2 separate regions of the Mus musculus genome follow, and region 2 is linked to region 1. Evidence: chromatin contacts called from public Hi-C data. All regions are on one chromosome and are shown on one strand. Each heading gives the region's core, a stretch centred on a gene start, on an enhancer-like site or on the middle of the called end of the contact. The rest is flanking DNA. Distances are from core to core; before and after follow the strand shown.

Region 1 (6,115 bases), core at 73-2,572:
AGTTAGAGCCCTATTTGACCAGCATACCCCAATGAATCCCAGCTGAGCCACTCTGTGGGTATCAGATTAACAGTAAAGGTAATTAGTAGTGATGATGATGATGATAATAACAATTCCTGGTTTGTCCTTAGAGTTAAATGAGACTATGTGTATACAGTGTCTATTGCAGGGTTTAACGTTCAGATGAACCAAATAGAGGGTAACTAGTCACTAGGTGCTAGTAACTAAGGGCTAGTACTCTTTGTGGTTTTTGACATTTGAACCAGCATTCTTATTAATTACATTTAAATATTGTAATTGAAGTTACTGTGTTGTATCAGTATTCAAAAGGCCAGATCAGTTACTTGCAACAGGCATGTTAAAAACAATTTATAAGAACCCTCACATGCTGCTTAAAAAAATTCCACCCCGTCCCGTGTATGCGTGTGTATTCGTTTGTGTGTGTGCCCATGCATGGTGCATGTGGAGACCAGGGGTCGATGTTGGGGCCTTCCTTTAGTTTCTGCTCCCCAGTTTTAGGGACAGGGCCTCCCAGTGAACCCAGAGCTCACAGACTCAGCTACACTGACTGACCCGCTAGATTTAGAGCGCCTTCTGCCGTAGCTGGGATTACAGTTGAGCAGCTGATGTGCCTGGCCCTTTAGTGGATGTTGAATCCAACTCAGATTCTCACCTAGCTCTTTGGCTCCAAAAATTCTGTCTTAACCTACACCTTCTACATGCAAGTGTGAGCCCGTCTTGATCACACACATCTTCTCGAGTGATTTCTGGAATCCACTGCATGTATCACAGAATGGATTTTTTTAAAAAGAGACTAATAAAAAGGGATTTTATATTTTAAAAGGACCAAGCATTCTGCAGATGAAATGAGACACTTTTAAAAAGACACTATTTGTTTTGGTTTTCAGACATCCTTTTGGAACAAGCTCTGCCTGACTTTGCTGCCCAGCCTCGGAAATTCCAGGATCTAGGAGAACCACGTGTGGAACACATCAAGGGAGAAAGGCTTCCCAGGCATCAGACTGTATTGTTTTTCTTGGAGGTTGGAAAGAGCTGCTGCTCAGAAAAATTTCCAGGGTTTCTGCAATTTGTTACGCATCCAAGGTCATTTCCTGGCCTGCATTGCCCAAAGCTCCCGAGCCTGAACCACCAGCCAACGTGGAAGTAGCCTTGTGTAGGGGCCCTACAGCCCGGGGGTGAAGTGTGGGGTCGAGGGAAGGGAAGGAGAAGAGGAAACTGGAAGGAAACCCCACACAGACTGCGTTGTTTGGTGCTTCTCTTTGCCCACTCCGGACTGTCTTTCCCTGATACTCCACTAGAGGGCAGACGCCACCAACTGTGCGTGCTCTCTGAGGAAGCTATGATACCCGGACCTACAGGATAGGTCCTGGCATCTCAGGAGGATTTGGGTAGCAGCCTGGGACGCAGGATTCCTCAGGAAGTAGCTCTCAAGACTTGCTGGAAAGAACCTGGACTGTGGCATCCCTACTTTGCAGGGACCTGAGTTCAGAACCTTGGTGTTTGTTTTTCCCAATTTATTTGTAAAAGTAGGATACAAAGTAGCACACTTCCGTGAGGCATTTTCACACATGCTCAGTTTGGATGGGATCTCCTTTGCATCCTCTCTTCCATCTCTGGTCCCCGCCCTCCCCACAGCCGCATTCCTGCCTGTACTCTTCTACCCCTAGTAATCCTCCAGCCTTTGGAACCAGCTCTCCCATTACCGTCTCTTTTCCTTTTGAAATGGTGCTTTGGGGATGAGTTATGGTAGATGCTAGGGCTTTGGGGACATTTCCTGAAGGGGAAGTGTCAACCCTGCCTAGAACATACTTTTTTTTTTATGGTAGAAAGAACGTATGTATTTGAAGGTAGAGCTTTGATCAGCTCAGAGCTGATGGTCCCTGGAACCCGGTGTTGAATTGTAACTGGCTGGCCACTGCCTTTAGGGATGGTCACACTCTACAAGGCTCTCCTCCTCCAGCCTGAAGGTGGTCGTGAGGTGTCCTGCTCCCCCTAACTCAGGCACGCTCCTTCTTCTATCTCCTGCTCTGGGTTTGAGGGCCCTGACTTTGAACAACTGCTCCATGTGAATCACATCTGTCATTGAAACAGTCACAACAGGTGCCCTGTCCCATTCCCGCTGACCCTAATGTCCCCATTGTGCTTCCGCACGTGTGAGGCCCTCTGCTTCTGGTGCCTTTGAGCACAGGCTGGGATTATGACTTCTGGCTCTCCCATTTCCCAGAAAGGATGATGAGACCCAGAGCAAGGGAGTGCAGAAGCTTAAGACTTGATCTCGGGTCATCTGATCAAGAGGCATGGCTCATGACTGTTTCCCACAGTCCTTTACTGGAGTAGGAACTTGGGTTCGACTTTAGAGAAAACCTGACCCCATGACCTTCAGGCTCCAAGGTGGGGCTCTCAGGAGACCCCACCCTTTCCTCCTGGTGCTCTTCATAAAATGGAACAGGGCTCTGGGTGGGTAGAGGGTGCCCTTTGAGGAAGGATGTGCTGGGCATACGTGAGGGAGGGTGGCTTCTAATCACACAGTTTTACAGAACAAAGCACCCAGAGATTGAAGACCAGCCCCCCTTGAATGTCTGTGTTCCATGTCTAAGTCCAGGGCTTTTCAAGTCCAATTAACACCCAGAATGGAGCCCTTTAGGTGTTGCCCATGTCTCTGATGGACTTTAGAATGTCTGGCTGGATGCCTTATTGTCTCCCCTCTTCAGCCCTGTACCAAGCCTGCTGTCCTTCTGTCAGCCACATGATGGCATAGCAACTTAAGTTTCTGGCTGACATCTCGTCTCAGGACAGGGAGGCCCTTCAGCTCTGTTCAAAGGGAGCAGAGTGGAGCAAGGGAGACTTGGCACGGGACTTGGTGTTTGTGAGAACTCTTAGTTTTGGTGTGAGGAGGTGAAGGGATGTAGGATTCTGAAGAAGTTGGAGGGGCTGTGCTGAGGATGGTTGAGGCGTCAAAATCAAATGCAGCACAAAGCCCATTAGCAGATGCCAGGCAGGCTCATCTCTCTCTATATATAACTATACAGCCATCATCTCTTCCCACCCCTAGGTGACCTTTTCTCCCTCCCTTTCTTTTAAAAATATTTACATGACAGTGTGTGTGTGTGTGTGTGTGTGTGTGTGTGTGTGTGTGTGTGTTTGGGGAGGGGTATGCACATATGGGTACCCTTGCAGGCCAGAGAAGGTGTTGGAAATGAACAACTATGAGTATCATTCATTTGTCAAATAAGGAAAGCTTTTGATGATTCTGTTTTTATAAATCCCAGTGGAACACTATTAGGAATGACAGTGACATAGACACAGTCCTCCCTGTCCAGAGGGCTAGGAAGATATGCCATCCTGGTCCCATGGTGCTGAGCCCGAGGAGAAACCCTTGCTCTGGACAAGTGAGTATAGGAGAAAGATGGAAAAGGGCATGGCCTCTGCTTCAGAAAGGTTACCTGACTGGGGCAGTGCATCCTCTGGTTCTCTTGCTGTGTGTCTTCACACACTGGAAACACTGAGGGAATCTGACCTACAGAGGCACACACAGTCTTTCCCACCTCTGGTGGATACTAAGGCACACGTGTTCTAAACTCTGGTGTGGGAATGTCCTGGGATCCTCCTGTATGCTGTCTGGGGTCTAGTGATGAAGACACAGGTCGGGTCCATGCTTGTGCTTGGAGGGAGGAACACCCTGCTCAGGTCCCGTCTAGTGGCGCTAGCATTGGCCAGGCCTTCTTGGAACTGTGCTTTATACTGGCTGTTCCCCACTTGGTTGGTAAAGGTGTGTGTAGAGGAGTTGTGTGCTTAGTTCCCCCCGCTTGGATCTTCCCAGCTTTCAGCAGCAAGGATGCCCGCCCAGCAGAAGCCCTTTAGGGCTGAGAACTGAGACCCACCAGGGATTGATGCCATCTCTACAGCCTGGTGGATCATGACCTGTAGGCAGACTGTGCCTGAGATACACACTGTATTAATATTCGCTAGAGGAACAGAACTGATTGAATGAATATCTGTGCAAAGGAGTTTAACTAGATTGCCTCACATAAAACAAACAAACAAACAAACAAACAAACAAACAAAAGCCAAATGGTCCAGTAACAGCTTTTGTATACTAGAGATGCTGAGACCCTCTGGTCCTTCCATGCATGAGGCTGGGCACCTCAGCAGTCCCAATCTCATGCTACAGGCTGCATGGATTCCTGGGGAGGTGCTAGTCTTTGGATCATGTTGGAAGGACAAAGAAATTGGGTTCTGATGTCAGCAAAGGATGGCACTCCTATCACCACCACGGCCATCATCATTACTATTCTCCTCCCCCTCCCCCTCCCCCTCCTCTTCTTCCGCAGCAGATGACGCACACACCCACTATTTAGAAGTGAAGGCAGGCAAGTAAGAAATACCGCCTTTTCCTCTAACCTCTTTGTATCCGGGCTGCCACTGGAAATTGCTCTGTCCCATGGGGAAGAGTCTTCTCCTCTCAGCCCATCCTTTCCTAGAAATGGCCCCACAGACATGTCTAGAATTGTGTCTCTCAGCTGATTCAAGATCCGATCGGACTGAGATTAACCTCATGCACACAGGGAGCCTCCATGAAGATCGGCTGGGAGCACCTTGTGAGCACTCCACAGCTCTACCCCAGATGGCTGACTTGATGCCCAGAGACAGGGGCCCTCCAGTGGGTGAGTCCACTTCTCAGGGCCTTCCGCAATCTCATAATCTGCAAAGTACCAAGTCAATGATGCCCGGCTCTCTGGCTGAATTCTGTCAGTGGCAGTGGCTCCAGATGGGGTGTCCAAGCTACATCCATGGTGAAGACAGGTTGTCCCCAGGACCTGGTCTGCTCTACAGAGCCTGCTCAGGGGTCCCCAGGGACCCCTGCATTCAATCCCCTTGACTCAGATGAGAAGTTGGCTTTGTTTAGACACATCTATCCTCTCCATGGATAGAATGAGGTCAGGCTGATATAGAGGCTGTAGAGACATCTTCCTTGTTCATCCCTGGCTCTGCCATAGTAGGCTCTGCATGGTACCCCTAACTCTCCCTGACTCTCATCCCTTTACCCCACCCCCAGGTTCCTCAGTCTCCATGAGGTGGCTGTGGAGCTGAACAGACAAGGTCGCTGTCAGGGCAGATACACCTTGCATGAAATCCCTGTATCTTAAGCCACAGAATTAATTTTTTTTTTTTACAGAGTTTGTAAGTTTTGAATAAAGAAATCTCTGGGTCCTGGAGCAGAGCCAGGAAGGCTGAAATCCCTGTCTTCTTCTGTGCCATTTTCTTGGGAGGGTCTGTGATGTCTATGGACCATTCTCTGTGTCTTCTGTGGGAGCTCCTGATAGGGACAGCCCTCTTGGTCTCCTCTCCAGGCACGGTCAGCAAGAGGCCTCCTGCTTCCACAAACCCAAAACATCTGGGCAAGACAGCAGCAGCTGAGTGTGGCTGAACCTTTAAGGAGCTTACAGGCCAGTGGGGGAAACTGACCGGAGATGAGGCTTCATCCCTGCATCTAAAGCGCAGTATTTTCTGGGTCTCTAAGTTACATAACACCCAGCATCCTCACTAATGTCCGGCCAACCCTCGTCCGTATCCACCAGGCTTTACTGAGTACGTCCTACATTCTGGGAGCTGAGCTGAGTGGACAGAGAAAGGGTAGTTGAGCAAGGTCATTTATCCCATGACGCTTTGTGCCTCCTGGAGAAGCAGAGGGTAGGTGACCCTTCACCAGTGAGTGCCGAAATGGCAATCCTTCCATGCCTACAGTCCCCTCTGTGTGCAGGGCATGCTGGGAGCCTGGCTTTGGATGTGTACCTGTCTTTGCTAGTCACATCCTTTCCCCACAGTGACACCGTGCAACTGGAACAAAGTTCTCTGTCCTTCCTTTTAAAGGCTTTTGTTGTTTGTTTTTAAAATAGTAATGTAGCAAAATTGTGTACACTGAACCTTGCCAGGCACAGCACGACCTGGTAGGAAGGTCACCTCCACAGGGGCCTCCAGAGAGCTTGCCTTTACCCAAGGAAGTTATCCAGTGTTTGCTTTCTGTCGTGTTCTGTTAGAGTCTCACAATGTTGCCTATGCTGGCCTGGGACTACTGAACTCCAATAATCCTCTT
Region 2 (6,045 bases), core at 753-3,252, 680 kb after region 1:
TAGCCTATTAGAAGGAAGGATAAAGGAGAAGATGCATATTTTATATGCTGCCAGACTATTCATCCCAGGATTGGTCTTGACCAAGAAGAATAGCAGCCAGCCCCAGGGAGCCTTGGGAAGTCCTGGGGAACATGTATGTGATAAAGAAAGGAGCTGACTCTCATTGATTAGGTGAACCCTTGGCCAGAACTGAGCTCTGTTTTTTGTTTGTTTGTTTATTTATTTTTTATTTTACTTTGATGCAGAGAGAGAGAGAGAGAGAGAGAGAGAGAGAGAGAGAGAGAGAGAGAAGTATGTATTGCTCTTTAAAAATGACCTATGAGTTTGCAAAATGATTCCACAGCTAACAGTTATTGAGTGTGGTACTGCACCAAGAGTTGTACTAAAGGCATCACGTATGGTGTTCCCACCCTGCCTGCTGAGCCTGTAAGGAAAGTGCCACTGGCCCTATTTTTAGATTAGGAAACAGGTTTAGAGCACTGCCCAAAGCTGCAGCAACAGAGCCAGCATTTCAGCCATGGTACTTTCCACTCCAAAGATAATGTCCCTTCCTCCACAGAGTACTGCTAACCCCAAAATCCAACATACATGAAATAGCTCCCTGACGGATTAAGTCTTTGTTTGCAGACCACTAAATTCTCCATAAAAGGTGCAGAATCTTCGCATATGAATTACTTACCCTCAATCAGGTTTTTTCTAAGGGAAGCCAGTGAGAACATAGACTTCACATATACAAACAAAATTGCTTATACGTTATATAAATTATACATATATTTATACTACATATAAATTATATACATAAAATCACACATAGGTTACTCCTTGAAATCTTTATGTATCTTATCTCTATGGCTTTTTAAAAATCTCAGCAAGGCATCTTCTGGTGTTAAAGAAGGTAGACTTAAAGATATACAAGAGGAGGCTCATTTCAACTTAACTTGTACATACCATAGACCATGCAAAACACCCAATTATATGAGCAAACTCAACAGAGACCCTTTCCTTGATGGGAACAAACACTTGTGTAGAGAGAGGGAAGCCTTGCACCTGTTTACCTGAGGAGAAGGTGCGGCTACCCTGCATCATGCACATCATTTGAAGTTACTTGAGAGGATCTCCTAGATGCAGACATGGCGTCAAAGGCTTCTAAGCCTTTTCAATGAATCAGCAGTGTCCACTTTCCTTCCCTGCTTTTTCTTCATCGTAGGCCTTGTGTTCCAAAAGCCCTGGGCCATCCTCTTCTCTTCCTCAATGCCTGTGTTCCACTGCAGGGAGGCAGACACTATGAGATAGCGATTGTCTAAGAACGGATTGTGGTTCTCAGCAATTGATTTGTTTTTGTTTTGTTTTGAATTTTGATTCTATGAGTATGATTGTTTTGCTTGGATCTATGTGCATCATGTAGGTACCTGGTAAACCAGGAGGTCAGAAGAAGAGGTCAGATGCCCTGGAACTGGAGTTACAGATGGTTATACCTTTGGTCCCCTTTATAAACAGTCAATGATCTTAACCGCTAAGTTATCTCCCTAGATTTTCTAGAACTTGGTTTTGTTTTGTTTTTGTTGTTGTTGTCTTTGTGGGGTTTTTTGGGGATGGGTAAAGTTTTATTGGGACAGAGCCACACCTGTATAGTATGGGGCAGCCTCGGAAGGCAGAAGAGAGTAGCTCCTTCAGAGTAGCCTAAAATTCTTACTATCTGGCCTTGGATGGAAAACAATTTCTTTTTCCAGTCTAGGGGAAAGAGCCCTTGAATGGTATGTTAAACTGGAAACCTCTTCAAATGGTATGGTATAAGAGACCTACATGAAACCTATGAACCAGGAGGAGACATTACACGGTTACACAGTCATGGGTGCTATTGTAGGGAGAGAGGAAGAGCTTACTGGGGGTGGGGCACTGGGAAAAGAGTGTCTTTTAAATTCCTGTGTTTGGCCCAGCACAGAGAGCAGTAAAAAATATTAACAACTGCAAGGTACAAGGCAGCTCTGTCCTCTCCCCTGCAGAATGCTCCTCAGTCCCCCTCAACCCCCTCCAGGGTGCTTCTGGGGAGGCCACAGATAGGCTGCAGCTCCTGCCAACAGAGCAGCCTTGTAAACTTTCCCCCCACTTCCTTCTTGTGCCTGTGGTGATAAACATATGCTTTGAAGCATGAGATTTGATTATCCTGTCTTAGTGCTTATAAATACAAATGTGATTAATGGTCATAAAACACAGGTTGACAGTAGAAGACTAATTCTCAGCAGGGCGGCCCTGTGTGCTGCTCTGAGAAGCCATTGCTTCTCATTGAGGCCTTGTTTATAGGGAGAACAGGGCCTCTTCCCTCCCTGTCCTCACCACCAACCCGTCCCAGCTTCCCCTCGGAGGCCCTTCCTCCTTGATAATTAAAACCAGTGCATTGTCTCCTGGAGAATTACCTGAGGTAAGTACTCCAACTCTTGGTCATGCCGTTAATAGTCCAGGATTTTGTAGCAAGGCACTTGGCTCTCTTCTCTATTCCCCACTTGGGCCTGGCGAGTGGCCTGCGCGTGTTCGGCGAACAGCGCAGCCTAAATCTGGACAATTTGTATTTTAGTAGTGATGGGGATATTCACTCTCTTCTCTCTGTCATTTTGCATTAAGGACCTGCCACTAATAAAACTAATTAATAACTGCTGGCTCGCGTGGATTCCTTGGACTTCTGAGAGCTGGCAGGCTGCCACCAGTACTTTTGAAAGAAGTGCTTCATCTTTGTCACAGACAGGATGGATATTTTCCCCACACTTCTAATTGGACAAAGTGCCTTTCAAACTCGCTGGCATTTCTGAGAGCACATAAGGAATCTAAGTGCTCTCCCGATGCCGCCGCCTCTCGGCTGCTTCCCAGCCCCGGGGTCGAGCCCCAGAGACACCGCCACAGAAGTGTCTGAATGTTCTCTTTATTAGTGATAGGACCTCTCCTCTGACCTCTGACCCCACAAGGCAGAAGCTTTAGGGACAAACAGGGTGAAGGACTCACACAGTTTCTATCTCTGGGGAGCTGCTGGGCGTGGTGTTTCACGGGAAAAATCAGTGACGTTTCCAGAACGTTCCTGAACCATTTCTTAATCAGAATCTGCAGGGGCCAGACAGCGTGTGTGGATTTTTCCAGAAAGTTTTCATTGGCATCCATTAATTATACATAATAACATGTTTCATTTTGAAATTTTTATATATGACCATGATATATTGTGATCACATCTACCCTCGCCATTACCCTCTCGTTTCTTCTTCCCACTCTTACTGATCTCATCCTTCTTCTCAGTTAGTCCCTTTTCTACTTTATGTCCCTCCTTTGTTGGTGACCCAATGTGTTTACCTGGGGTTGCTTTCACAGGAGCACGGGCGAGGGGTTATTTACAGAAGAATGGGCAAATTGGCAATAGCTATACCACTAAGAACATGTCTCCTCCGTGTCTGGACTTAGGACAAGCTGCTCAGCTGCCTCCAAGGCTTACTAGAGTCTGAGTCCAGGAGGATGGTCCCAGAGTCCTCATCCTTTGGAACAGACTGTTCTTCAGTCATGAGATGACATCTTTTAAGATGACCTCTCCATGCAGGGTCTGGGCTTGGCAGCACAAGCCAAGAGAAGCTGGCAATCTAATCAAACCCTGGACACATATAGGAGATAACTTAAACTATGAGTTACATAATTGAGTTTAACAGAGGAAGTGTGTTCAGCAGGCTGTTCAGAGATGGGCATTTCTCCAGCTTCTAGGAGGGGCCATTGAGGTTGGCCCTTTATATTAAGTACTAAATTATGCAATGAGGTTTCTGAGCAGTGAAGGCTAAGCAGTGTGGCCTTAGAGCTGGGCATTGCAGAACTTTTAGGAACGTATGAAGAATGAGATGGTTCAGGGAAGAGATCAGAGAGAAGAGAGTGACTCCGGATCACACCTCCTAGGGATGCACTAACCCTGTTGAAGAACACATACTACTGATCCTGAGCTTGCAGACCGAGTGGGCTCAAGATAGCAAGACCTCCAAGGGTCTTGTCCTAACCCATGCAGGAGCAGACAAAGGCTGAAACTTCAACCTCCACCAAAAGGGATGGGAGGTAGTTTAAGGTGATTTCAGTGACTGATCAATAGCACTGTCAATAACTGAACAATAACAGGAAGTTTTTATCTGAGTGTGAGCCAGGGAAGGGAGCCATCAGTGATTGGCAAATCCCAAGTTTCCAGGGTGGGGTACCAGTGAGAGAGTGATGTCACTAGTATAGTTCAGGATCCGTCATCAGGCTTTTTGTCAATGTCAGGTGCCATCAAGAGCATTCATGAAGATGAAAGCGGGCAGAGAAGCTGAGAGAGAGCTCTGAAGATGTCTCTGCTCGACTTCTTTATACTAGAGTAAGCCAGAGCTACTGGGATCCAGCCGGCCTGGTTGCCTCAATCCATTCCTTGCCCATCTTTTCAGCATTAACATCAAAGAGAGGGGAGAGAGGGGATAAAAAGGTCTGGAGGCTAAGAGCCATCCAGTTTGCTGCAGAGGCTCAGAGAAACCAGAGGGTCAGCAGATAATGACTTCATGCTTCCTCAAGATGTCGAGGGGACCAGGGTATCATAGAACAGGACATTGTTAGTTGGAAGGAGATTAATACTTGTTTAAGGGGGGCATGGCAATTTCTGGGGGAGACTTTCTGAGGTGGTAATGTGGTACATGAAGTCTGGGTGGATGGTTGGGCACATTTCTATCCTCAGAAGGAAGTGGAGGGCAGGCTATGACAGAGTACAGATTTTCTTCTTAGTCTGAAAGGGCTGTGTGTTTGTTGGATGCTGTGAGCAGGGAGAACTGTGGGTGCAAACACAGCTCGTGTGTTTTAACTTAAGGAAGGAGGAAACAGCGCAGTTTCTGGAGCACAGCAGAATGCAGGTAGCAGGTGCGCTGCTAATTCCAACTGTTCCGAGGTGCGCTTGTGACTTCCATGACTGGTGGAGCTGGGCCTCGCCAGAGATGGTTCCCAAAGGGTTCTACCCCACATAAGAGGGAGATCATTGTTTCAGGACAATTATATGTGAGCAGGGGAGCCCTCTCTGTCTCTGGGTGTTACTAAGATAGGCAAGACTTGACAAAACATCTATATCTGACCAAGTGGTGGGGAGGAAAGGCATAGGAGGGGGGGCCCGAGGCTATTGGATATTGGATTTAATTAATTTTGGAAGTCAGGAGAGAGAGAGAGAGAGAGAGAGAGAGAGAGAGAGAGAGAGAGAGAGAGAGAGAGAGAGGTAAATACATGTTATACGTGTGCACACACGTGTAGACACATATTCATGTGTGTGCAATTATGAGTGCAGAGGCCAGAGGTCAACATTTGGTGCCTTTCTCATTCATTCTCCATTATAGATTTTTGAAAAAGTGTTGCTCACTGAACACAGAGCTTGTCAACATGTCTAGGCTAAGTTGACCAGATAGCTCCAGGGATTGTTGTATCCTGACATTCAGAGTGTTGAGGATTACAGGTGTGTACTGCCACACACACACTCACACCCACACACACACACACACACACACATTCATATATCTATGTGTACAAATACACATATACATGTATATACATATGCAGAGAAAGCTCCAACTTGGGTCCTCAGGCTTGTATAGCATATCCAATACCAATTAAGTAATCTCCCCAAGACCTTTGGGGAAATATTTATTGAGCATTTACTTTGTGGGGGAAAGGGGACTGGGGGCTGTTCTTAGTGATAAAACATCTCCATGTTCCGTGCTACAAGAAGATCTTGTAGAGCATCAAGATAACGAGAAGAAAGAGCTGTGGAAACTGCTTTTGACTGAAGGTGCCTAAGGGCAGGCTAAGCAGGGGAAGGACCTTTAGGTATCTCCTGCTAGTCTCCAAACCTCTTCTGGTGTTCTTTATTAAAATGAAACCAGTTTAGACAAGCAGAGTTTGTCATACAGGACTACGAGGTGTCCCCCATTACCACAGGTACAGAAATAAAAAAAAAATTAGTGCTGACCCAAACTACCACATGCATTACAGAGCTACTTCAGCTTTCTCTCACCTCCCAATCACAGC

Evidence for each region. A called contact is a pair of places that touch in the nucleus more often than the background predicts.
Region 2: a contact with region 1 is called in a Hi-C map of uterus, with 5 times the contacts expected there. The contact joins two enhancer-like sites. A contact is called at or near these places in 1 of 15 datasets of contacts at CTCF or cohesin (pro-B cells), 45 of 484 Hi-C or Micro-C datasets (the AML12 cell line, the AtT-20 cell line, B cells and 28 more) and 4 of 115 datasets of contacts at active chromatin or transcription factors (astrocytes, bone marrow-derived dendritic cells, differentiating embryonic stem cells and 1 more).

What each region holds. Positions count from the first base shown.
Region 1 is chr9:68,013,944-68,020,058 of GRCm38.p6, forward strand. It overlaps Gm20745 (predicted gene, 20745), which reads right to left. Exons shown (of 3, transcript NR_045745.1): 3 at 4,021-6,115. Among named protein-coding and RNA genes, the nearest start is that of Gm20745, 8.7 kb to the right of the region's middle. Within about 2 kb of position 1,323, at least 24 of the 459 cell types and tissues checked have an H3K27ac peak or open chromatin away from gene starts, as enhancers often do. A contact at or near this core is called in uterus, where this site is marked.
Region 2 is chr9:68,693,014-68,699,058 of GRCm38.p6, forward strand. The region is part of intron 1 of Rora (RAR-related orphan receptor alpha); the gene reads left to right. Among named protein-coding and RNA genes, the nearest start is that of Gm31325, 42 kb to the left of the region's middle. Within about 2 kb of position 2,003, at least 9 of the 459 cell types and tissues checked have an H3K27ac peak or open chromatin away from gene starts, as enhancers often do. A contact at or near this core is called in uterus, where this site is marked.